Linked DNA regions of Mus musculus: all the other regions are linked to region 5. A link is a contact called in public Hi-C, HiChIP or PLAC-seq and promoter capture Hi-C data. All regions are on one chromosome and are shown on one strand. Each heading gives the region's core, a stretch centred on a gene start, on an enhancer-like site or on the middle of the called end of the contact. The rest is flanking DNA. Distances are from core to core; before and after follow the strand shown. Region 1 holds the start of Rdh11 (retinol dehydrogenase 11). Region 2 holds the start of Zfyve26 (zinc finger, FYVE domain containing 26). Region 3 holds the start of Pigh (phosphatidylinositol glycan anchor biosynthesis, class H). Region 4 holds the start of Vti1b (vesicle transport through interaction with t-SNAREs 1B). Region 5 holds the start of Max (Max protein). Region 6 holds the start of Arg2 (arginase type II). Region 7 holds the start of Plekhh1 (pleckstrin homology domain containing, family H (with MyTH4 domain) member 1).

The links. Promoter capture Hi-C pulls out the DNA fragments that hold promoters and counts their contacts. A called contact is a pair of places that touch in the nucleus more often than the background predicts. HiChIP or PLAC-seq counts read pairs in DNA pulled down with a chosen protein or histone mark.
Region 1: a contact with region 5 is called in a Hi-C map of B cells, with 7 read pairs. The contact joins the promoter of Rdh11 here to the promoter of Max in region 5. A contact is called at or near these places in 6 of 39 promoter capture datasets (the 3T3-L1 cell line, the C10 cell line, cranial neural crest and 3 more), 1 of 484 Hi-C or Micro-C datasets (B cells) and 2 of 115 datasets of contacts at active chromatin or transcription factors (astrocytes and large pre-B cells).
Region 2: a promoter capture Hi-C map of pre-B cells shows a contact between it and region 5, with 2.8 times the contacts expected there. The contact joins the promoter of Zfyve26 here to the promoter of Max in region 5. A contact is called at or near these places in 4 of 39 promoter capture datasets (embryonic stem cells, hippocampal neurons, liver and 1 more).
Region 3: a promoter capture Hi-C map of pre-B cells shows a contact between it and region 5, with 8 times the contacts expected there. The contact joins the promoter of Pigh here to the promoter of Max in region 5. A contact is called at or near these places in 10 of 39 promoter capture datasets (the 3T3-L1 cell line, 3T3-L1-derived adipocytes, the C10 cell line and 6 more) and 7 of 115 datasets of contacts at active chromatin or transcription factors (astrocytes, embryonic forebrain, embryonic hindbrain and 3 more).
Region 4: a promoter capture Hi-C map of hippocampal neurons shows a contact between it and region 5, with 4 times the contacts expected there. The contact joins the promoter of Vti1b here to the promoter of Max in region 5. A contact is called at or near these places in 8 of 39 promoter capture datasets (the 3T3-L1 cell line, the C10 cell line, cranial neural crest and 4 more), 2 of 484 Hi-C or Micro-C datasets (B cells and regulatory T cells), 5 of 115 datasets of contacts at active chromatin or transcription factors (astrocytes, embryonic stem cells, large pre-B cells and 1 more) and 1 of 9 other capture datasets (adipose tissue).
Region 6: an H3K4me3 HiChIP or PLAC-seq map of embryonic forebrain shows a contact between it and region 5, with 5 times the contacts expected there. The contact joins the promoter of Arg2 here to the promoter of Max in region 5. A contact is called at or near these places in 3 of 39 promoter capture datasets (hippocampal neurons, liver and pre-B cells), 2 of 115 datasets of contacts at active chromatin or transcription factors (embryonic forebrain and large pre-B cells) and 1 of 9 other capture datasets (adipose tissue).
Region 7: a contact with region 5 is called in an H3K27ac HiChIP or PLAC-seq map of embryonic stem cells, with 6 times the contacts expected there. The contact joins the promoter of Plekhh1 here to the promoter of Max in region 5. A contact is called at or near these places in 1 of 39 promoter capture datasets (embryonic stem cells), 6 of 115 datasets of contacts at active chromatin or transcription factors (astrocytes, embryonic hindbrain, embryonic stem cells and 2 more) and 2 of 9 other capture datasets (adipose tissue and liver).

Annotation. Positions count from the first base shown.
Region 1 is chr12:79,189,894-79,193,214 of GRCm38.p6, forward strand. Rdh11 (retinol dehydrogenase 11) reads right to left here and starts at 1,962. Exons shown (of 7, transcript NM_021557.6): 1 at 1,833-1,962. The coding sequence starts at 1,897.
Region 2 is chr12:79,295,007-79,298,332 of GRCm38.p6, forward strand. It overlaps Zfyve26 (zinc finger, FYVE domain containing 26), which reads right to left and starts at 1,276. Exons shown (of 42, transcript NM_001008550.1): 1 at 1,220-1,276; 2 at 471-766. The coding sequence starts at 664. It overlaps Rad51b (RAD51 paralog B), which reads left to right and starts at 2,276. Exons shown (of 11, transcript NM_009014.3): 1 at 2,276-2,326.
Region 3 is chr12:79,088,105-79,091,384 of GRCm38.p6, forward strand. It overlaps Pigh (phosphatidylinositol glycan anchor biosynthesis, class H), which reads right to left and starts at 1,566. Exons shown (of 4, transcript NM_029988.2): 1 at 1,336-1,566. The coding sequence starts at 1,515. 9230116L04Rik (RIKEN cDNA 9230116L04 gene) reads right to left here. Exons shown (of 3, transcript NR_110486.1): 3 at 601-1,881.
Region 4 is chr12:79,170,861-79,174,344 of GRCm38.p6, forward strand. Vti1b (vesicle transport through interaction with t-SNAREs 1B) reads right to left here and starts at 1,598. Exons shown (of 6, transcript NM_016800.3): 1 at 1,360-1,598. The coding sequence starts at 1,474. It overlaps Rdh11 (retinol dehydrogenase 11), which reads right to left. Exons shown (of 7, transcript NM_021557.6): 7 at 3,373-3,484.
Region 5 is chr12:76,960,631-76,964,105 of GRCm38.p6, forward strand. Max (Max protein) reads right to left here and starts at 1,618. Exons shown (of 4, transcript NM_001146176.1): 1 at 1,360-1,618. The coding sequence starts at 1,395.
Region 6 is chr12:79,128,932-79,132,250 of GRCm38.p6, forward strand. Arg2 (arginase type II) reads left to right here and starts at 1,857. Exons shown (of 8, transcript NM_009705.3): 1 at 1,857-2,049; 2 at 2,910-2,982. The coding sequence starts at 1,939.
Region 7 is chr12:79,027,717-79,031,009 of GRCm38.p6, forward strand. It overlaps Plekhh1 (pleckstrin homology domain containing, family H (with MyTH4 domain) member 1), which reads left to right and starts at 1,447. Exons shown (of 29, transcript NM_181073.3): 1 at 1,447-1,704.

The DNA.
Region 1 (3,321 bases), core at 712-3,211, 2.2 Mb after region 5:
CAACCAAACAGAAGAAAAGTGGCCTTTCTATGCCAATCTGTGACAAACAGCATCTTATAATCTTAAGAAGGGCTAATCCAATTCAAAGAATAGAAATCATAAGCTTATGAATCTAGGTCAAAAATAAGAAAAAGATAGCCACATTCACACATTTAAAAACAAAAACAAAACATTTAAGAATGAGACAAGGGCTAGGAATATAACAGGGTAAGCATACATAGTTTACCCAGATGCCAAGCCCTGGGTTTGACTACTGACATCACACATTAATATCAGAACAACAACAACAAAACAACAACAGAGCAGAGTTCCAGCAGAGTGAGGATCCATACGTTTGTCTGGTTGGAGTCCTTGCACCTGTGCGTAGGCTTTGCTGGCCTTTCCAAATGGATGAAGCACAAACACAACCCTCAGATTTTCCTCTTCTCTTCTCAATTTTAGGACTAAAAGGATCTGTTGACTCAGAAGTGCGTTTTTAAGGAGCATTTCAACCATTCCACTAAACTTGTTATCTGCAAGCAGCCACTACTTAAGACAAACTAACTTGTGGTACCCAAAGGAACCTCTCTCTCCTCAGCGATCAAGGCCCCTGGCTCTGTGTCTCACGTCCCTTCAGACTGAACTTCAACACTGACAAATCCTGGGGACCAGGAATTGGCTCTTCCTCCTTCCTCTGTCATCATCGAAAACAAGAAATCAACTTTGAAAGCGCAGCTCTGGCCCCACTCTCCCATGCTGGCTCCAACGGGGATAGTAGAGTCCTTAGAGTGCTCGCTTCTAAGACACATTTCACTGGATGTAGCTCCGGTTCATGTTTTGTTGAGATTCTATATGGATATGAAGATCTTGTGGTAAAAAGAAACCCAAGTTTTTACCTGAGTACAAGGCCCATGTGTGCCTACTTATGGGAGCTGTAAGTATTCAGAGAGGAGAGGGGAAAAATGAAAGTAGCCACCAGAGAGAGAAGAAAAAGCAAAAAGAGTGGGAAGTAGGTCTTGGAAGAAAAAATGTTGGTCATGGTAAGAAATGACAGAAGGATGGCACAGCCTCAGCTCCAATAGGAACTATGGCCACGCCCAGAAAGAAGGTGGCGTTTATTACTGGTCCACCGTCACTCCTGGTGACTTACTCAGAACCAATCAGTGGACTGCCCCTTGTGGTAGCCTGCCGCTGATTCTCAGGTGATTACACACACCTCCAGGTTTGGGCTGACCTGACACTTAATTAAGAAACCATCCTTTGACCACGTGGTTCTTCTCCTGGCTCCTAGTAATCTAATTAGGGCAAACAAGCACGTGTTCCTACTCCGAAGGACAATGAATCTTCCCCTTCAGTTGTCACAAACACCTAAACAAGTGAATAACGGCAACAAGGAAGCATGCCCCAGATAACATTGGCATCGGGTTCAGAGAGCAAAAAGTGCAACCCTCCTGTAGTACCTCAAGGGCTGGAGACAAATAGTTAGACAAAGGCTGGTTCAAAGCTTGGGAGTGGAGAAAACAGTTAGAATCTAAAGCCCGCCATACTCAGCGGCTTCCCGAAGCTAGAGAGCAAATAGTGCTAGAGGAAATAAGGTAGGCCAGAAAGAGCAATACAGGATGATGGAGACCTGGAGCGCTTTTACGACCACCTGGGGTCTGACGTCTGGCCGTGCCCACATCCAGGGCACCAGGATCTCGCCTACAGTCCAGTAAACTCCAGATCTTTGCTACCTTAAAGGGCTTCTCAGTCCTTTCCTAGTCTTTCTTTACGGGGGCTAGGGAGAGGGCTTCAGTAGGGATTTTTTATCTTCTCTAAAAGACCTGGCAAGAAAAAGCAACATTCGCACAGACCTGATTTTTGGCGTGACCAAGTACAGGATGAAGGGAAGAGAGAGCAGAAGCAGGAATCCGAACATCTCAGCACCACCGAAGCGCAGTTGAAGTTGATGCTCTAAAGAGGACAGCGGGACTTATGGCTTCTGATCCTAGACACACCCCGGTTCAACTGCAACCGCCAGGGAGCAAAGCCCTCTGGGAAATGTAGTCCTGGATTTGGCGGCCGCCTGGCGGTGATACATTCAGAGTATACTTCCAAGCACTATGAAAAGTTGAATAACACAACCGTGGAGCAATGGTCTTCAGTGGTCCAGGGCCTAGGCCTGTGGGATCGTTGAGCCAGCCCTTCTACCACTCCTCTGGCCACTAATTGACTCTTTGGAAGTCTCGCGGGTTTGCTATCTCCTGGAGCCCAAGTCCAGTGTTTGGTTCAATTTTCCCCAATCATTATTAGGAAATTACATTTTGTCTGGGAGACAGCGTCTGGAAAGTATTCTGAGGTTAATTACAAAGGGCAGGAGCCGTTAGTCGGACAGTTGGTGTGGCGGAAGATGTCCTTCCTCAGAGATGACCTTTGCCCTATGGGGCAAAGCAAGTTAAGACCTCCTAGAGAGTCACGGTTGTGTGTACTTCGATCTATGATAGTATCCTTCATAATTTCCCAAGCCCTTGGTTGTTATTTGATAATAAAATAGTTTCTTGGATGACTATATCATGTATTACTCTTCAAGGAAACAATGCATTTCTCAGATTGGCACAGTTGGTTTTATCACTTTGTCAAAGAGTTTAATCCCGTCTTGAACTAAGGCCAGGAACATTTCTTTGGGAAAAGGCAAACTCCCTGTTCAAACTTTTCTTTCCTTTGAGGTGTACCTCATGGGGATAAACATGAGTTATCATGTTTAACAAGTTTTAAAAGTCATTGTCTGTGGTTTCCCACCTTCACTATTCAGTTTCTGGTTCATTTGCATAATTAATTTCCATTCATTGGAAGATACCTGTTCCACAGTCAAGTTGGAGCCATATACTGTATAGCACCTGGGAAGAAGACATATTCTTACAGATTTAGTATTGGATTATCTAGTAATCATCAGCATTTAACGCTTTCTTAGTGTCTAGTATGTAGAGAGCAGCTCACAGCTCAAAGAAAAAAGTCTTTTACGTATTCTGTTTCTTATTCATTTTATACATGTTTAACAGTATTTCTACAATAAACTGGTGTAGTCTCTGAGAGGTGACACAGACAGCTGTGAAGTACTGCTTCAGGAGTTGTCAAAGCTGCAGCTTTCTCCTTCCTGCTTCAACCTTCAGCCTTCTTGAGACAACTCTTTGGGGATCAGTGAGAAAGAAAAGAGAGAGGGGGTGGTGGGGAAGAATTATAAACACACACACATACATTCACACATGTGACAGATAGAGCAAGGCTCCAACCATTTTTCATACATACATACATACAGACAGACAGACAGACAGACAGATATATACTTACTTATATACATATACA
Region 2 (3,326 bases), core at 26-2,525, 2.3 Mb after region 5:
GAGACAAAATGCAGTTAAGCCATCTTCTATGGATAATAAACAAGAAATGATATTCAGGATCCTTTTGGTAGTCAGGCTTAAACTCAGCTGCAGAGCATAATTCATGGCCATTGGAGTACATTAGATGTAAAATACATTACACAGATAAAACATCAGAATATTGAAATGTGTTCCCCGTCTGCTAACTTTTTAAGATAGTAGCTGACTGGGGGGCCATAAAGACTAGAGTACAGCCGGGCGTGGTGGTGTACACCTTTAATCCCAGCATTCGGGAGTCAGAGGCAGGTGGATTTCGAGGCCAGCCTGGTCTACAAAGTGAGTTCCAGGACAGCCAGGGCTATACAGAGAAACCCTGTCTCGAAAACCTACACACACACACACACACACACACACACACACACAGACTAGAGTACAAACACTGAACCACTATCTTCCTCTCTTAGATCCTGGTAGGAGCGGGGATCGCTTACCTTAGCAGAATGGGACACTGCACCAGCGCCTGTAGTATGTCCTCCACCTTTTGGGGGATCTCTCCTTGTCCCCGGTGTAGTTGAGGTACACATGCTTGTGCCAACTCCCAGTCTCCCCTCCGCAGGCACTCACAGAAAAACTCAAAAAGTTCCTCCTCTGTAGCGGTTTCCTCTTTCCCAAATGGGTAACTCATTTTCCCAGCACAGAGTGCAGGTAGATAGAAAATAGAGGCGTTACGCGAAATACATTCTCAATTTTCTCATCCGTGAAGTACCCCCTAGAAACACCACACGAGCTGAGAAGAAACGAAACTTTAGATGAACCACCAGCTGCTGGCCCGAAAAGAAACGGCAGAACTTACTTTTCTAATGACTGTTTTGGGTTTAATTTGACCTGTTACTATCTCTTTTTGAGAGCCGTCTCTTTCTCTAAGGGGTGTACCTCATCTTCTACCGCAGACCTCACATATAACAATCTTAATATTTTTGCTAGCCTGGGGTGCAGACACATACATTTACTTCCGCATTCCCTCCTGAACATTTTGTCAGGCTACAAATCTCTAGGTTGGTGGATGCCTTGGTAAGGATGAAAACTCCCTTGGTTAGAGCCTTCTGTTAAGACAGAGGCTAAAGATTAGGGGATCAATCTGGGACTGAACTGTGGAGCCGGGAGGCTGGGGGACAGGGATGCTCCCCCTAGCGGGGTCGTGGACAGCACCCTCGCAATCTTCCCTGCGCCTTACACTCACCTGCTCCGGGAGTCGAATGCATTTTCCCGTCCAGAGCAGCCATGTTTGATCCCGGTCAGGTGACAAGTCCCATTGCGAAGAGTGGTGGAACGGGCGGCGATGACGAAAGAGAGCGCCACTCTTATTGGCTCAGGAGAAGCAAGATGCAAATCAAGTGCCGTGTTTGTTTGAATCACGTGATGCCACCTGATTGCTACGGGGACTCTAAGGAAGAGTTAGATCCGCTAGCTACAGGACTGAGGACTCTCCCTAATTATGATTGCTCCTTCTCGCAACATCCACAGTTATTCATTTCGGGGGAGCTGGGGCCAGGAATATCTGTGTTCCACGCTCCGTACCCGCCACTGTTTTGTTTTGTTTTTGATGTCAACATTTTCTCCGTGCCAACCAGTGATAGATGATAGGTTAGCCACAGGAATTCTGGATCTTCCTGTATCATTATTCTATCTAATTCTATCGTGTGTATATCATATATAATTATATATCCATCGAAAGACTGAGGTCGGTACAAAGGAGTTGCAAACGAAAACAAAGAGTGAGCAAAGGCTTTTCACAAATCATGTAATCAAGTCAGTTCTTAAGTTTATTAGTTTTTCTTAACGCAGCTGTTTTAAATACGAAACCTACTTGACTTCTTTTATTTTTTCAACTAAACTGAGTGGTTCTTTTTCAATGTATTTTAGTTTGAGACGCTTTAGTTAGTATTTCCCGGACATTTTCACCATCTAAATGTGTTGAACAGTGCAAAGGAAACACAAAACTCTCATCCCAAAACGGGAATAGGGCATATTGCCCACCCTTTTTCCAACCCCTCAGCCCCCCAAAAGAACCTTCTCTGGCCCAGGAAATAACTTTAAAATGCGATTCACTGAGGAAAAGAATTTCCAGTCAGGGTTTTCCCTCCTCTACATTCGTCTTGAAAGGTTCCGCTCCTCGATTTAAGCAATCACTACAAAGGAAAAATTTAATTAGATTAACCTTCGAGACTGAACTACAATTCCCAAAATACAGCTGGGCTAACCCGAGATTTTCCTGCTTCTGATTGGATAAGTCGCCAGAGTACCAACCAACCAGAGCCCCAGATGTTGCTGCTCGCACTTTTCGCGGGTAATTGTGTGAGGGTGGGGGAAACTTTGAAAGTTCCACGCTGCTGACCTGGTACTGGAGTTTTCTGAGGGGGCAGTTGTGGGGAGGAAGGTGTGTTCATTATCTTGTGCTCCCTCTTGGAGCCTGTGGCTGTTGATACCGGGGTCGCGGAGAGTCCTGCGTGTTGAGCACGTACTCTGTAACGGGGCTCGTCCCTGGAACCCGGACGGGGTCCTGGAGCTTCCGACTTCCTCTAGGGAGGCGAGTGATGCTTGTAAGGTGCTCTGTTTTATTAGGAAGTTTTGCGTCAGGTTTTCTAACTCTTGATACTTCTTCCTCCGCTCTTGGGCAAATTAGGCATCCGGGCAAGTTTAGGGACTGTCAAACTTGTGGTGTTAAGAGCGCGGAATCTGGAGTCAGATCTCTGGATTCGAATGTTGGCTCGATCCCTTGGCTAGTTCGTGTGTTTATTAAAAACATCCGAAGCATTTAAAACTAGTGTCTGGCGCATAATAATGGCCCAATAAATAAATTAACCCCTCAGCCTCCTCAAAATAGCTGGGTTTTGTTGCTTCACTATTTTTATTGAGCGCCTAACAGAAATTCAGTCTGAGATGCTGTCTCCTCTGTCTCGTACGCGCTTACGCACACATCAGGAAGAAAGAAAAGCATACACTATAATAACGCACAGATCAGATTAAGGAAGAAATAAGTGCAAAGTGTGGAGATAGCACTCGAGAGGAAGTGACTGGTTGGCGAAGGGTTTGTGTGGAGAAATATGTGTTTGAGTAACCTAACCTAACGTTGTGGATAGTCACGTTAGAAGAATCACATGTCTATAATGAGTGCCTACCTTGAGCGTTATGCACCAGCTCTGGAGTAGAAATTAGAATCACCGTTGTTTTACACATGAGGACAACTTTGCTCGAAAGACAAGAGCTAAGTAAGAGATGCCCTTTTCAAGTTGAAAAAAAATATGATTGATCATAAAAGTTTGGAAGTTGTCATATGATGGTCCCAT
Region 3 (3,280 bases), core at 316-2,815, 2.1 Mb after region 5:
ACTTTTAAATATAAATTGGTAAAGATTAGGAGTCTTTTAAAAAATACTATTTGTGTTGTGTTTGAGGCAGGGTTTCACTGTGTAGCCTTGGTTTGTTCTGGAGCTGGTAATGTAGACTGATGTAGCCAGGCTGGCCTTGAATTCAGAGATGTTCCTTCCTCTGTTTCCCTAGTGCTGGGATTAAAGGTGTGCACCACCACACCAGCCCCTACTATTTATATTTATTTATTGTGCAGAGGTCAGAGGACAATTTTTTTGAATCCATTCTTCCCTCCCATCATGTGGGTTCTGGGGATTCGGCTTAGGTGGTCAGGTTTGGCATTAGGTGGTCAGGTTTGGCATTAGGTGGTCAGGTTTGGCAGTCGCTGCAGTCATCTGATGAGCCATTCATTCCCCAGACCCTCAGTGAGGGGACTTAACTTCATCTATGAAAATCTGTGCAAATTATGATGCTCTGCCACACACTTTGATAGCATAAATGTGATTGAACCAGGTATGATGACACACACCTTTGATCCTAACCCTAGGGAGGCAGAGGCAGGCTCCACATAGAGCCTTCCAGTCCAGACAAAGTAAGAATAATAATAATAGCAAAAGAATAGAAAAAAGCTAAGGGATGTTTTAATACAAACAATATGAAAATTGCAGAAATAAACAGTTCTGGTGTACTGGCTCTATTAAGATCACTCCTGGAATAATATATTCATTTTAGGGCTATACAGGGAGTTAAAACAGAACAGAACATCCTGAACAAAGGCCAATCGGATGACTCTTTTTGCTTGGGAACTGTCACAAAATAATAGCAGTTGACCTTCGCAATATTTTGAACCATTAATTTCAACTTAGAGATGTTAAAAATGAGGCTCGGGGGGAAAAAAGATTAGAAAGTCTGAAAACTGAGCATAGAAAACCCTCGTGTCTTAGACCTGGCAACACTTTAGAAAATGCACTTAAACTGGGGAAGGGTTGGGAGAGGGGATGGTAGTTGACCTGGCCTTGAGAAACAGATATTAGGTGGAGATTCTGTACTGCACAGTTGTGGAGGCAAAAACTTTTCTGTAATTCTGTCGCACGCCTGCTATCCGTTGGCTTTGGTACCCAGTAAGTGATGCGGGAGGATGCACTGAGTTCTCTGAGGAGGTTATGTTCCATGAATGAGCAGGGCAAGTAGGTCCACTGTGGTAGAACGTCCAGAAGCACAAACTTCTCGGGGAGGGAGGGCAGTCCTGCCGTGGAACGGCGACCCTGATCCAGGGAGTCCCCACCCTCCCGGACCCACGGGTCAGCCCCGAGACCTCTCCAAGCTGCCTGCGCCGGCCGAGCGCCCGCCTTTACCTCGCACAGGGTGAAGAGCCCGTAGGCCGCCAGCCACACCGCGCAGGTGACCGCGGTGAGCGAGCACAGCGACAGCCGAGCCGAGCTGAGGCCGAACTCGCGGCAGTACGGTGAGTAGTAGCGGCACCGCAGGGCTAGGCGGCCGCCGCAGATATCGGAGAAGCTCTTCTCGTCCTCCATGGCCGCACACACCTGAATGTCGCGCCGCTCTAGCCCACCCGGAGGCTCGAAGTCTCGTTGGCTCCCGACCATCCCGGAAGCGGCTGAGCCCTGCCTGTCCGCGCAGCCGTAGTCGCTCACTGAGAGCAGGGCTGGGACTTGCAGCAAGTTCTCCCAGTTTATCCTTAGCCCAAACTCCCCAGAACCGCGGCACCAGTTTTGGGCAGATTAAGATCTCTGTTCATTTGACTGACTCATTTATATTGTTACGCCAGAAAGACTCCCCCAAAATGGTCTGCAGGTGTAACCATTCATTCATTCATTCATTCATTTCCCTGCGAAGGGATTTTAGGTACTGAAGATTTCTGTCTCTACATAGCTTCTTTCCTAGTAGGAAAAAAAAAAAAAAATAGACGTAACTTAAGTAGTGTTATTGACAAAAATGTTCAGACTAGTAGAAGGTCTGGGCAGCTTTAAGTAAAGGTCTTAAAGGTCTTCGCCATTAAACCTACAAGGGCCACACTGTTCTGTGGGGAGTTGGGGTGGAGGTGGGGGTAGTCTCCAGAAAGAAGGACCAGGAAAAAACAAAGTTGGAGGCTGGAATGGGTTTCAGTCACAGGAATCAAAAAACTAGCAAGGCTAGGATGCATGGGAAGAGAAGGTAGGCTTTGAGTTGGGCAGATGGCTCAGCTGCTAAAGAGTATATTAATCCAAAAAAAAAAAAAAAACGAGAGGAGAAAGACCGCCACCCAAATCATCATGACCAAATTAATTAAAGCAAGCTTTAAAAATTCACATACACGGGCTGCCTCCTCCTGAGATGGGGTTCAGCTTTGGATGTGAAGGCAGGCTTTTATAGCTCAGGGATAGGAAGGTTTCCAAATGAGGGGTTTGTCTGTCAAAATATAGTTATAGGAGCAGCACACAAGCATAGCAAGTAAGTCCCTCTGGAACAGAGACACAAGGTTGCAAAGATGGGCCTAACAAGGTAGCTATATAACCCTTTGAAGCAAAGGTCAGGTTGCAAGATGACTATAAACAACTTTTTGAAACAAAGACGTGATTGCATTCTTGGAACAAGCAGTACAGAACCATTTGTAGTTAAGGTCACAGGTGGGGCATAGCTCAATCCTTGAAAAACAGGTTTACTCATAAACAAGAATGAACCTAGATTGTCTTCACTGTAAGATGACTTTCAAGCCTAATATGGAAGCAGGCTGGTTCTTCAAGTACTTATCACTAGGGAAAGGTAACTGGGGGAGCCACTAATAGATGCTGTTTGCCAACCATATATTTGCATGGATGGAGCACTACTGTGGCAGTGCACAGACAATCATACTTCTGATGATGTAATTATTTCCACTGTTTTGAATTTATTCTTAGAACTTGAGTCACTATAAATATGAATAATGGAGAAACAAATGTAATTGAATAATCCCACTGAGGACTCCACAGGCTCAGGCTGGGCTCTTCAAAGCTTTTCTGTGGAGCTCTTGCTTTAGGATTTGCTTACACTTGGATTTCGTAGTTCTAAGACTACTGTGTTATGAGCCTCCCAGGGGCCCTGCAGGGAAAGCAACCAGCCTCCGAGGCTGACGACTTCAGTTCGAGTCATGGGATCCACATGATGGAAAGAGAGAACCAACTGCCACAAGTTGCCCTCTGATTGCCACATGCTCACTAGCCATGGCACGCCTAATAAATACACAGATAAATAAATAGTTTTATAAAGGAATGCTGTCTTATAGCTTTTATTCTGTTTGATTTTGGCAGAGGTGTATTTTGA
Region 4 (3,484 bases), core at 348-2,847, 2.2 Mb after region 5:
GGACAGCCAAGACTACACAGAGAAACCCTGTCTTGAAAAACAAACACAAACCCAAAAAAACAAAAACAAGCAAGCAAAAAGAGCATCCTAAGAATAACTGTGTAGAGAGCTAATATTTCTAAATAAAACAACAAACACATATTAATAATAGCTGGTAGCTCTTACTGTTGCCAGACGGTGTTTTTAATAGCTTTACATATCTCATTTACTCCCCACAAAAACTCCATGAAGTCAGATGCTACGTTTTACTTTATAGTGGAAACTAGTTTGGTTAAAATAACTTGCAAAGTCACATAGCTAATAAAAGGTGTATGTAACTTAGATAATCTGACTCTAGAACTCTTTTCTTTCCTTCCTTCCTTTTTTTTTTTTTTTTTTTTTAATTTTTGATAGAGTCTCAAGATAGAAGAATCTAGCTGGTCTGGAACTCTGTGTTGCTGTGTAAAACCAGGCTGGCCTTGAACTCACTGAGATTCTGTTTCTACCTCCCAAGTGCTGGGATTAAAAGTGTTCACCACTGGCAATCTCTTGAATGGCAGAAAAATATTTTGTCATACACTGTTATCTTTAATGCACAGGTAGACATTCTCATCTCCAGCTCAAACGAGTATGCGCCTCTTATTTAAGTTCATTCATTCAACTGATCACGTGAGAAGACACGGCCCCTTCTCAATCTTCCTCCTCACATCCACCAGTCTCATAAATCTCGGCACCACCTGTTGGATTTAATGCTCACTCTCCAGATTCGCATGCTTACCCAGTCAACTGTCATAGAAGCTCCTAACACAGTCTCTTATAGCCATTCTCACATCCTCTATCCAGCTATCCGCCGCCTTGCTTCTAAAATGAAATCCACATTACTCCGCTGCTTATGTTCCTTAAGGATTTACCCTAGTACGTCAAAAAAGTCTAAATGTGAGACTTCCGGTTCCTCTCCAATGTAGCTGTCTTCCTCCCCTCACCTCCCGCCACTGTCTCACATATAAGCTAATCTCCATGGTTACAACTATTTTTAAAATTTCATTGCCTACCAAAATGCCAAACTCCTACATGCCCAACTCCAAATTAAGGGTTTTTTTTGTTTTTTGTTTTTGTTTTTTGTTTTGTCACAGGAGCACAGATTGAAGAATGCCCTATGCTACTGGGAGAGGAAGATAACTAAAGGCTCGCTAGGAGAGGACATCCTAATGTCTATCCCTTTGCACGCCCCCAGTCACCACAAGAGGCAGCACACCCTGGGCGTCCGGGGCCCGACAGCAGCAGGGGGCGTGCCCAAAGGGGAAGCGGGGAGCCCCGGGTCGGTGTTTGGGATCCTGCACCCTGCGGAGTCCTCCCGGCCTGGTCCCGCCCCCGCCTCACCTGTCCCCGCGGTCCCCAGCAGCCGCTCCGGCACCCCTTGTAAGTCTTCAAGGAGGCCGCGGAAGATCTCGTGCAGCTTCTCGAAATGCTCGGAGGAGGCGGCGGAGGCGGCCATGGCGCAGGTTGCGCGTGAGCTGCGGCCACCGGGCGCTGGGCCCACTCCCACCTCAGCAATCAGCTGCCCAGCCCCGAAGCCATCACTGCAGCCGCACCTCGGCCTCCCGGAATCAGGCGCTTCCGGGGTCCTCGGAGCCGGACGCCCTCCCCCTGCTTGTCACTGCACGGGCGCCGGGCGCCAAAGCCTGACAAGAAGCCGGGGCGGGGACGACACTCAGCTACTACAGGGGCGCGGTCTCGCGCCAAGACGAGCCGGTGGCTCCGACCTGGAGACAAACAGTGGGCACAGAGGAGGTACCAAAGGGAAGGGCCCGAGGGAGCCCGCGGGACTGGCGCCTCGGCCGCCTCATCCGGGCCCGCCGGTCCTGCAGTGCATACTGGGAATTGTAGTTAAGTGAGGGAGGACGGCCGTGCAGGGAGGGCCCGGAGTGCCAGCGGTGTTGCGCAGACTGGCTAGCACACGCCCCTCGCTGTCATCGCAGTTCCTTCTGCCACCTGACTTCATATCCCGTCTAAATGTTCAGTCTCAGCCCTAGATAGATGAGCAGAGGCCTGCCTACCCTCGGATGGTATAACTCTAATAAAAGTGGAGAGATTAAGTGGCCAGGGTCACATGTTTTCAGAACCGGAAAATGGGCAGTGTGATCCCAGAATACCCACAGCTTTTAGCGGCTGAACCAGTCCAGACCATTAGGCTGCCCCGGGTTCTCATTCACAACATGTTAAGAATAGACATTTTGATAAACCAAAGTTATATATTGATCAAAGTAATTTTGTCTCTGCCCTTGGGTAATGTATGATTTGGTGTGGAAGACAGACCCATCTTATCTGCCCTTATGTGAAATATATCAACAATTACGAAGTCCTTTCTGTCCTTCCATAGATATAAACCCCTGTGTATACTGTTGGCAGGGTTTCCAACAAAGGGCCCACTCACAAAAGTTTTCGTGGTGATTCAATATTTATACATGGAAATATATATATATATATATATATATATATATATATATATATATATATATATATATATATATAAAAGGGTGTTACCGAGGGGTACAACACTTATCTAGCATAAGCAAATCCTATAGTCCATCTTCTAAGGTGTGTGTGGGAGTGGGTTCCTGGTGATTTTTGTCTTTGAAGCCCTGGGTTTTACAAGCTTGAATCCACCAACCGTTAAATTCAATGAAAAAATAAAAACAAAACGCAGTGTGCAGGGATGACAAAGTCTGATGTTGTTAGCAGTGGTGCGAAGTCTTAATATTTTTCTTATAAAATTAAAAGGTAGTTCAAGAGTGTTGTTGTTCAATTTTAATCCTAGCACTTGGAAGACAGAGGCAGATGGATCACTGAGTTCGAGGCCAGCCTGGTCTACAGAGCACATTGCAGGACAGCCAGACCATATAGAGAAACCATGCCCAAAAAACATAAAATTAAAAAATTTATACTTGAATATGTATGAACACATGTGAGGGCAAGTGCCCTGCCTGTGGAGCCCAGAAGAGGGTGTTGGGTCTTTTGGAGCTGGAGTTACAGGTGGGCTGCCTGCCATGCTGTTAAGAGTTGTGTGTGATCCAAAGAACTGTGACATTTCTTCAACCCCAAGTCTTATCTTTCTGTCGCAGAAATAGATATAAAAAGGAGCTCCTGCCAAGACCGAGAGATGTGGAAACAGTGACCTTTGGTCGGTGTCACGTAAGTAGAAAATGATTTGATGATTGGTCTGGTGATCACAAACCAAATTAACGACACTTGCATTTTAGGTGTACTATAGTGATTCTGGGACACAGGCATCCAATAGAATGGGAAATAACTGCATAACTGTGTTTTCTTTAAGCTACAATTACTTTCATTTAATTCTAACAGTTATAATCTAGAATTAAAAACAAGGTAATTGAAAAGAACCTTTGTTTTCATTGACAAGTGAATATAAATTAAGTGAAATATTATTTTAATTAATCACTGCATTGTCAAAAATTTTCCAATATCCCCATAAACTAATTTTAAA
Region 5 (3,475 bases), core at 368-2,867:
TCCATCACCTTTCAGCAAAGCTGTCTCTAACAGTGCCACTCTTCAACATTTTTTTTCTTCTCAAATGGAAAGTCAAGACCACAAAAAGCTGTGCCACTTTCAATATTTAACTTCTAGCGCCTCTCTTTTTTCCATTGTCGTTTTTTGGGGAATATCATGCTTTTCTAGATCCTAGGAGTCTGCAGTAGTCACATGACCTTGGCTAAAGGCGATTATTACATGTGCCTGCAACTTCACACAACTATGGAGATACTGCTTAAAGTTTACCTGCTCCTAAATAAAACCTAGCCAGTTTGCTCTGAAATAACACTACCATTCACTTCAGAATGCCCTTCCATTTCTCACATATCTCCGCCGCACTGAACACTACAGAACAACTCAGTTCACAGCACAGGCCTCCTCACTTGCCTGCCTACCTACCTACCTACTCACTAGAATCTACCACCTGAATATCAAGAATCATGTGGATTTGCAACGCCCCCCTCCTCCAACCCCAACAGACTCAACCTCACCTTAGCGGTTAAGAGGAGTTTACAAGAGTATTAAAAGTAATAGAACGATCTCTTTTTCTGACTCCAAAAAGAACCAAAACTGAACGGAAATGAAAATGAAATGGAGAGTAGGAGACGTACCGCAGATTGAAACCTCGGTTGCTCTTCCTGGAATAAGAGAGAGAGAAAAATAGAAAATACAGAAGTTATTTTCACACTTCGAATTCAATAATAAGAAAGAAAATGCCGGCGGCGGAGGAAGCAGCGGGTGGGGAGTCAGTCTGACACCCCTCCCTCCCTCTTTCCCCTTCCACTCTCTCCAGCGAGATCCCGTAGCCTAGTTGGGGGGGGGGGGGGGGGGGGTTTCAGGCACTGCCCCTCCTTCTGGGATCCGAACCGGACAAGAGGGATCCGGAACACTGCCTGCTCTCCCTCGATCCCTCTAGGGCGTCAGAGCACTCCCAGCCCCTTCACCCCAAGGATCAACCGGTCACAGGAGGAGGGAGCTCATGGACCCAAAGAGCAAGAGCTGAGCGCTGGTCTCCTTGCCCAGGATCCGGAAGGATAATGGGATCCCCAGCCGGGCAGAGCGGAGAGGGAGGCCTCGACACCCTCCTCCACGGGAGAATGTGGGGGTCCCAGAGGCCGCGTGTCTGCTCCCACCTTCAGTCCCAGGAGGCCTCTCCGGACAGGACTGGAGGGGAGCGAGCCTGGAGCGCGACGCAGGCGGTCCCGGCCCCGGGGGGAGGGGGAGAAAAGGACGGAGGCGGCGGCGACCCGACCCCCTCCCGCCGTCGCCCGGCTGAGAACCCTTGCCGCTGTCCCCGCCTGACAACCCGAACGGAAAGGAAGAAGCCCCAGGACTCACGTCGCTCTCCACCTCGATGTCATCGTTATCGCTCATTTCCTACGGCCCAGGGAGCGGCCACTGCAGCGGCGGCCGGGGAGGGGAGGGGTGGAGGGAAGGGGGAAGTCACCGACAACAACAAGCCGAGTGCCCCCACGCACACACTCACTCACTCGCTCACTCACTCACACACACTCACGCACACACAACACGGGCGACAACCACCTCACTGCAGCACCGGATCAACGGCGGCACGCACGCCCGATCGGCCCCCTAACACGTGACCGGGCTCACCGCGCCGGGGTAGCTGAGACTTGTAGTCCTCGAGCGTCGGATGGGCGAGTGAGAGAGAGCCAGAGAAACTACAAATCCCATCAGGAACCGCACACAGGCTTCGCCAGACTCGCTTGTTGACAGAGCTCAGGGCGCCTGCGCCCCGGGTGTTGGCAGCGAGAAGTGGCGCGGTGCCTCCCGGGAGATGTAGTCCACAGACCGCGAGTTGTCAGGAGATTTTCCTCCCCAGGCGGCGGAGAGGCTGCTGGGAAGACAGGACACGTGGAGGGAGCTGGGCTCCTGGAGCCGGCCACAATTCCGAGCTCTGGGCGCCCGGCCCAAGGGATTGGGTGGAGGCTCGGGGGTTTGGGGGCGGGGGGAGAGAAACTGGCTGCCAAAATAACACTGTCTCTTCTTGGCTAGACTGCTTTTACATTGTCTCGTTTAATGCTTGAGTCGCTCCACTTGCGCCCTGGGGCGTAACCCTCCCGGGAAGGAATCACGCTGTGGCTGACCAGGGGGCGCGGTCGAGATGCCCACGCGGGCCCTCTGTTATCTGGGTTTAAGGTGTTAAGAGACATTACGGGACAAACTAAAGGACCGATTTCGCCGGGTGTCCTTCATCTCAAGAATCTTGCTTTCATTTGTCCGAGAGAACTGTCCTTGCTGGGCTTGAGTGTTTACAAAACCTCTCGTAGGTGCAAGTAAAACCTACCTTCTGTTTGTTGTAGCCGGAGCAGATTAGGGAGTGCCCCAGTTTATAGAGAACTTTAATTAACTGCAAAAAGAATCAAAACGGGAAAGTTGTGCAGCTCCCTGTCCAGTTAAGGTCATACATAATGCAACGAGGTATGAAGTGTAACTACATTGTCCCCACCCGCATTTAGCTAAGTATCTAATATGTGGCAGCCCAGGAATGGCATGATGTGTCCCCTCAAAGACTTCACAGCTTTGAAAGCAAAAACCGGACTACCCTGTCACCATTTTCAGTGTGCACCAGGTCCTCAATGAAACAACAAACAAACAAACAAACAAACAAACAGTAATAATAAGGTCATCTGAGAAATTAACCAGACTACCACTTTACAATTGATCTTCAAAATGAGTGCGGTCTTGAGTTTGATTTATGAGTTAATGTTTTTTGAGTAAAAAATCATTTAACCCCTGACTATTGAGTGCAGAAACTTGGTGGTGTAATACAATCTTTCTGACACCTAGCCCAGGCTGGCCTTAAATGTCCGTGTGGCCAAGCCTAGTGATGAGAACACAGTCATAAGCAGACACTGACTCGTAATAGAAGTCAAGGGCTGTAAGGGAGACAAAGATGGTAAGAGGGTTTTTTGTTTGTTTGTTTGGTTGGTTGGTTGGTTTTTCGAGACAGGGTTTCTCTGTGTAGCCCTGGCTGTCCTGGAACTCACTCTGTAGACCAGGCTGGCCTCATCTCTGCCTCCCAAGTGCTGGGATTAAAGGCATTTGCCACCACTGCCTGGATAAGATAGTAAGAGTTAACTGGATACCAGAAGTAGAGACAATGGATGATCACCGCAAACCCTCCTTATATATCTACCTGCAATGTGCAATGTGCAGAGTGCATCCTTAGCTGCAAGTTAGTTTTTTGGGGGATTAAAAAAATATATCTCATGCCTGTTCCATGCCCCTCCTCAATGAAGTCAAAGCCTTTGGGAGGTGGGTAGGATCAGTAAAAGACAGTTTTTAATGATCTTCAGGTGGTTCGTATGTGCAACCTAGAGGATGCCAGGATAAAGGCAAGCTTTCACTGAATTATATACTTTGAAAGAGTGGGCTTTATGATTGATATGTTAATAATTATGCATCAACAAAGCTGTTATAAAAATAATCTTCG
Region 6 (3,319 bases), core at 607-3,106, 2.2 Mb after region 5:
GTCTTCAAAATTCTCTGAGCTCCCAGGAGGGAGAGAATCTGGAGAGGTTTCAATAGTTGAAAGTGCTGGTGGATCAACAAGCCAATTCCAGTATTTTAAAAGATTCATCCTTGTACTTCTGTTACTCTAGAACCACTCCTGGTACCAACTTCTGTATTAGTCAGGGTTCTCTAGAGTCACAGAACTTATGGATAATTTCTAAATAGTAAAGGAATTTATTGATGACTTACAGTCGGCAGCCCAATTCCCAACAATGGTTCAGTCGCAGCTGTGAATGGAAGTCCAAGGATCTAGCAGTTACTCAGTCTCACGCAGCAAGCAGGCGAAGGAGCAAGAGCAAGAGCTAGACTCCCTTCTTCCAATGTCCTTATATTGTCTCCAGCAAAAGGTGTAGCCCGGATTAAAGGTGTGTTCCACCACACCTTTAATCCCAGATGAAAGGCATAGCCCAGATTAAAGGTGTGTTCCTTAACTCGGAGATTCAATCTTCTGGAATCCATAGCCACTACGGCTCAAGATCTTCAAACCAAGATCCAGATAAGGATCTCCAAGCCTCCAGATAAGGGTCACTGGTGAGCCTTCCAATTCCGGATTGTAGTTCATTCCAAATATTGTCAAGTTGACAACCAGGAATAGCCACTACAGCAGGCTACAGAGTCACAGTTAAGAGTACAGTGTTAGACAATCTTGCCACTGTATGAAACACTCAATATGTCCATTTTATCATACTGTAAACTTGTGCTTACAACAAAGAATGCAGATCCTTCTATCTCCCCTAGCTTGCTGTGTCTGTGGAGGCAAGAAGCATCGGATTCCCCAGAAGCTGGGGTTAATGGCTATGCATAAAACTCTGCAAAAACCAGGTCCTCTGCAAGAGCAATGTGTGTCCGTAATTGCAGGGCCATCAGCCACTATTTACTATTAAAACCATGAAAAGCTCCTTGATATTTTTGGATTTGTTTCAGCCTCCTTTTAATTTAGAATGATCAGAATGTGTTGATATAGTTGGCCTCTAGTAACCAGTGCTCTTATTGTTCATGTAAAGAACTGAAAACAGGGGCCCAGAGAGGTAGCTGAACAGTTAAGAGCATCTGTTACTTTTGCTAAGGGCTTGGGTTTGATTCTCAGCACTCACATGGTGGCTCATAAAGGTCTGTAGTAACTCTAGTTCCAGCAAATCCTATATCCACTTCTGACTTCCCTGGGCACCATGAATGTCTGTGGTGCACAAACATATATACAGGCAAAACACTCATACACATTTAAAAAAATCTGAAAAGGAAATAAAATTTTGTTTAAAAAAATTAAAAAAAAAATCTAGAAAGTAATTGCTTGGTAAATTCTAAATTCTCCCCAAAGATCCAAGGTAGGTGAGTTTTTAAAAAGCCAGACTCAAGAGGACACTGATGGGGTAAATGTTTCTAGGATTTTAAGCTTTGAGATAGAAAGCTGCAGATGGATGCTGACTTGGTGTGGGTTAGCAGATGACCCCGGGTGCGGGCAGGCCACGGCCAGTGCCAACTCTTCAGCCGAGATAGCGCCTGGGGCGGGTACATGTGTCAAGTTCTCAAGTTCCACTGAGGTCTCCAACCTGGCAGGGACGCTGCTTCCCGGGAAACCACACAGGTGCCACTCTGATCAGCGGCTTTATGGTATCCGCCTTGGTGGCTTAGGCATCGGGGGCGGGGGGAGCGTGTCCAGGGAAAGAGAGGACAGGTCCAATGGTGACTTAACGGCAGGCGCGTCCCAGGCCCTGGAGAGCTGTAGTCCTCCGAGAAGGTGCGCCGGGGGCTGGTTGGAGGCGTGTCCGAGAGATGCTGACGTCACAGGGCGGTGCGCTCGCCTAGTGAAGCATCGAAGCTGTGGGAGGCTGCACTCACTCGAGGTCCTGAGTTGCACCGAGCCGGTTCTCCTAGGGTAATCCCCTCCCTGCCAATCATGTTCCTGAGGAGCAGCGCCTCCCGTCTCCTCCACGGGCAAATTCCTTGCGTCCTGACGAGATCCGTCCACTCTGTAGCTATAGTCGGAGCCCCTTTCTCTCGGGGACAGGTGAGAGCTGCGACCCGAGCTGACGGGACACTAAGCCTAGAGAGTTTCTTGGGGCCAGGAGGGAGGAGGGGGGAAAAAACGGGGGGAAGAGCTCGCGGGATCCCATGGCGGGTACGTGGAGCGCACGTTGGGTTTTCCTGGACCCAGATGGAGATGAGGGACTGATGGAAGGCAAGGGGGTGAGAGAGGGCACTGGGCATCGAGAGGGAGGGAAGTGGGCATCGAGAAGCGAGCATCTGCGGCCTCCAGGACGACGGAGAGTGGGCATTTCCAGCTTTGGGGTGATGACAGGAAGGAAAAGAGAGAGGATTCCATGGAGGAGCTGGAGAAGGCAAAACCGGGATCGTTGAGAAATTGTCGGAGAGGAGGTTAGAGACGGTGACCGGGGATTAAGGCAGGCTTCAGGTTCTATTCTTGCAGAAAGAGCATTAACCTGGAAAGAAATTGATGTCGGTCTCTGCAACTGCGGGAGGGACGAAGGGGCTTTGTTCTGCCTTCAATGAAAGGAACCTGCTGTCGCGGAGGGCGCACTCACTGATGGGGAAGCTAGGTGCCGCGTTCTGCCAGATACAGGTACCGGATCAAAGCTCACTGAGCCCTTTCCTGATCCGAGACTTTCCTGGTCTGGCTCTCAGTGAGGGACTCAGAAGGTTGATTTGCTTTCAAGAACAGAATCTTCCCTCCGCCCATTAAGCATTTAGTGAAACGATCAGCCTTCTACAGTAGAAGTTTTGATGCTGTGAAAGGTTTGCAGAGGAGTCTTTTAGGAGCTCCGGGTAGCAGCAGAGATTTCTGTGTCAAAGTGTTTCTGCTCCTTTCCTCACCTTCTCTTATGTCTGTGGGGTTTGTATGATTCACAGAAGAAGCTAGGAGTGGAATATGGTCCAGCTGCCATTCGAGAAGCTGGCTTGCTGAAGAGGCTCTCCAGGTTGGGTAAGTGGTTGGATTTCTGTGTTTGTTCCGGAAGGGGAAAAAACCTGTTCAGAATCTCATCTCTTCTATCCTGATCCTGTGGTAGCAGCTTGGCACCTGTAATTTGTTCCCATCTGGTATCCTTTGGATTCCTTCTGCAGATAAACATCTATCAGGGAATCTTCAGAGGAAGTCTTCTTGCAGATAGTGTTGGGGAAAGTGAAGCAGAGCAAAGTAGGTCCTGGAACAGTGTACTGCCAGTGTACTGCCAGTGCAGCTAAGGATTCTAGCTCGCTCAAGAGCTAACTGCTCAGTTAACCTTTCCTGGTTACAAGGTAGCTTTCCTAACTCAGACTTG
Region 7 (3,293 bases), core at 197-2,696, 2.1 Mb after region 5:
TGCTGTGATCCTATCTCAAGGGGGGCGGGGAGGGAGTGAAAAGAAGGGCTGCTTAATTAGCATTAAAAGGTGTTTGTAGCCGGGCGTGGTGGCGCACGCCTTTAATCCCAGCACTTGGGAGGCAGAGGCAGGCGGATTTCTGAGTTCGAGGCCAGCCTGGTCTACAAAGTGAGTTCCAGGACAGCCAGGGCTACACAGAGAAACCCTGTCTCAAAAAAAATAAATAAATAAATAAATTAATTAATTAAAAAAAAAGGTGTTTGTAAATACATATATATATGGATATAGACAGATGCATATAAATACATATATGAATATGCATATACATAATATATATAATGACAATAGTTGCATTTGGGTAGGGGTGATCTGCCAAAAACGGATAAAGTCTTAGTGTCCACTATTAGCCCTCTGAATTTGAAATTCATATCATGCTCAAGATTGCCTATTCAAAGTGTATGGAAGTGTCACCCCTTCACAAAACCCAGAGGTCTTGCCTATAAAGTCACTTGGAGTCCCACCCACCCAATTTAACTGCCTTCCTTAGTTCCTGAGCTTTCAAAACCGTGCATGAGAATGCCTAAGGAGGTTTGCTCCGTGGGCAATTCCCCTCTCCCTTCCCACCCCCAGATTCAGATTTAAACCTGGGGTGGGGCTGGGGATTTTTCTCGGTGAGTGCTTGGAGTGAATATTCTAGGCCCCGGGGTGTTTTGTTTCTGTTCAGTTTATGGAATTGGGAAAGGCAGCTTTTGTTTTCCCCTCCCCTCCCCTCCCCTCCCCTTTTCTTTCCTTCCTTCCTTCCTTCCTTCCTTCCTTCCTTCCTTCCTTCCTTCCTTCCTTCCTTCCTTCCTTTCTTTCTTTCTTTCTTTCTTTCTTTCTTTCTTTCTTTCTTTCTTTCATTCATTTTGTGTGCTGGGAATTAAACCCAGGACCTCCTTCATGAGTTCCGCCGCCCACTTAGAAGAAGCTCCTTCCTAACTACATTTCATTTGCATCTTCCTCAGCCCCATCCCCTAACCAAACATCTAGTCCCCTAACCAAACATCTAGTGTCCCACTCCCTCTGGGTGTATAATTGTTATTGTGTGAGTTAGGTATTGCAAACCAGGGCTCCTTGCCCTTCTGGCTCCCTGGCTGTCGCCTTTAAAATAAGCAAGACAAACACAAACAAACAGGTTCTCCTAGAGCTGTAGTGACTCGCTCCCCCTTCTCTCTCTCTCAACTCCAAATCAGTTGTGCAGACTGCTCGCTCCCAGTAACCAGGTGGGACTTTCCTACAGGTGGCTAGACACTCGCTGGGACCTCCTTCCGCGGAGGGAGGGTCCAGTCTGGTGAGCATCCCGCCGGGGATCCCACGCTGTCTGGGGGTCGCAGCGCGCAGCCAGCCCTCCAGGCGGCCCCGGCCGCGCCCCGCGGTGGGAGGCTGCGGCTGCTGAGGTCATTTCCTGTGCCTGGCCGCGAGCTGCCCGCCGAGCGAGCGCGGTGCGGACACAGCCGGCGCGGCGCTGCTCCCAGCGCTGGGGCGGGCTTTGTGCGGAGCTCCGGGGACCTTCCAGGCTCCGACCTCGGCCCGCCACGCCCACCGCGACCCCTGCAGCGGGGGAGCGGAGACCCGGGGGCCTCTCCGCACTCGGGGAGAGCCACTGTGGGGCAGAGGCGCGCGTGGCGGTCGGGGTCGCGGCGGGACTCCCGGCAGCTCACTCAGGTGAGCCGGGCGGGTCGGGGAGGGCCGGGGGGTGTGCCGCTGGGAGAGGGCGTCCGGCGGGACGGACAGGGCTGACTCCTCGCGGCCGGGAGGGCAACTCTGGAGCAGGTGCCTCTCTACCTGGGAGCCGTGGGACGGGCGCAGGCAACCAGGAGCTCCAGGACACCCGCACTGGGAGGCGGTGACTGCCCCTCCCGCAGTAGGTCCTGCTCTTTGGGACCGGCTTGATCCAGTTGCTCCTGGGAAGGCCCCGGGATGTACGTGCAGGCTTCCTTCCAACCCGGTGCTCTCCGCTCAACCCTTCCGCTCCTCTCAGCAGCTTGTCCTAGGTTGCTTGTTAATGTGATTGCTGGATGTCTCTCCTAGGAGTCCTAGGAGTCAAGCTGAACTCATACTGACGGCGTCCTGCCAAGCAGAAAAGAACACAGGTTGGACTCTGAGTGACATCAGGGGCTTTGTGTCCTAGCAATCTTAGGAATACGTCTCCCACGGAGGGTGGCAGAGGTAGCGAGACCCTGTGGAAATAGAATGTTCTCCCTGTTGCTCCTTCAGCATACTTCCTCCCTGTCAGGATCTTCAATCAGCTTCTACTGTAAATCCGCCTCATAAAACTTACTGACATTGACAAACTCCGGGTTCCAGGAGAATGCTCGAAAGATCGTTATTTGAAATAAGTAACCCTTCCCCCCACCCCCAATGTAGTAGCTATCAATCCTCAGCACCAGACTTTCTGGACTGTCTTGTTCAGGACACTGTGCGGTGCAAATAGTCGCCACTCAGTTCAACAATCCATTCACCTTTCTCTGTGAAGGAGGAAACTGGGACTCAGAAAACTTGTGTCTTGCCCAAGGTTATAGTGAAAGACTGTAAAGGTCACGTAGAGACAGGACTCAAACGTAAGCCTTCTAGATTCCACATGTGATACTGTCCTTTGCCTTCCCCTAGCTGCCTAAGGGACCTACTCAGAGCTGTTTTGTGATATTGTTAACCCTGTGGTCCCAAACTTAGGGAAATGAACAATTAGCCTAAACCAGTGTGCTGCCCTTCTGACTGAATCGGTCATCAGCAGTAGAGAGAACTGTGTTCCTCTCAATCCACTCTTAATGGTGTATTCTTTTTCTTTTTTCTCTTTTTTAAATTTCTTTTCTCTGTTTGTCTCTTTCTCCTTCCCCCACCTTTCTTTTCGGAGTCTCTCAACAGCCCTCCTGCCTCAGCAGCCTGTCTAGTGCTGGTGACACGTCACCACATCCAACTCATCTCTCCTAATTATTTTCCTTATCTCTACAAGGCTGTGTATATGTATTGAAATCTGTGTTCCTTACAGGTTGGGGAATGTTTTATTCGTGTAGATGTTTAGGTGTGGGAATCCCCTCCATCACTGCGTACGGGTGCTGAGCCACCATCTGTATTCTAAGGATGGACCAATAAGCTGTCTAACCCTGTCTGACCCTCTACTAATAGCCGGTTCCAGACTGATAATATAGCCTGGCGTGGTGGTCCTTCCCTATAATCAAAATACTTGGAAGGGTAAGGTAGTGGGATCACAGATCCACAGTCTACTATGTAGCAAGTTCCAGGCCTGCCTAGGC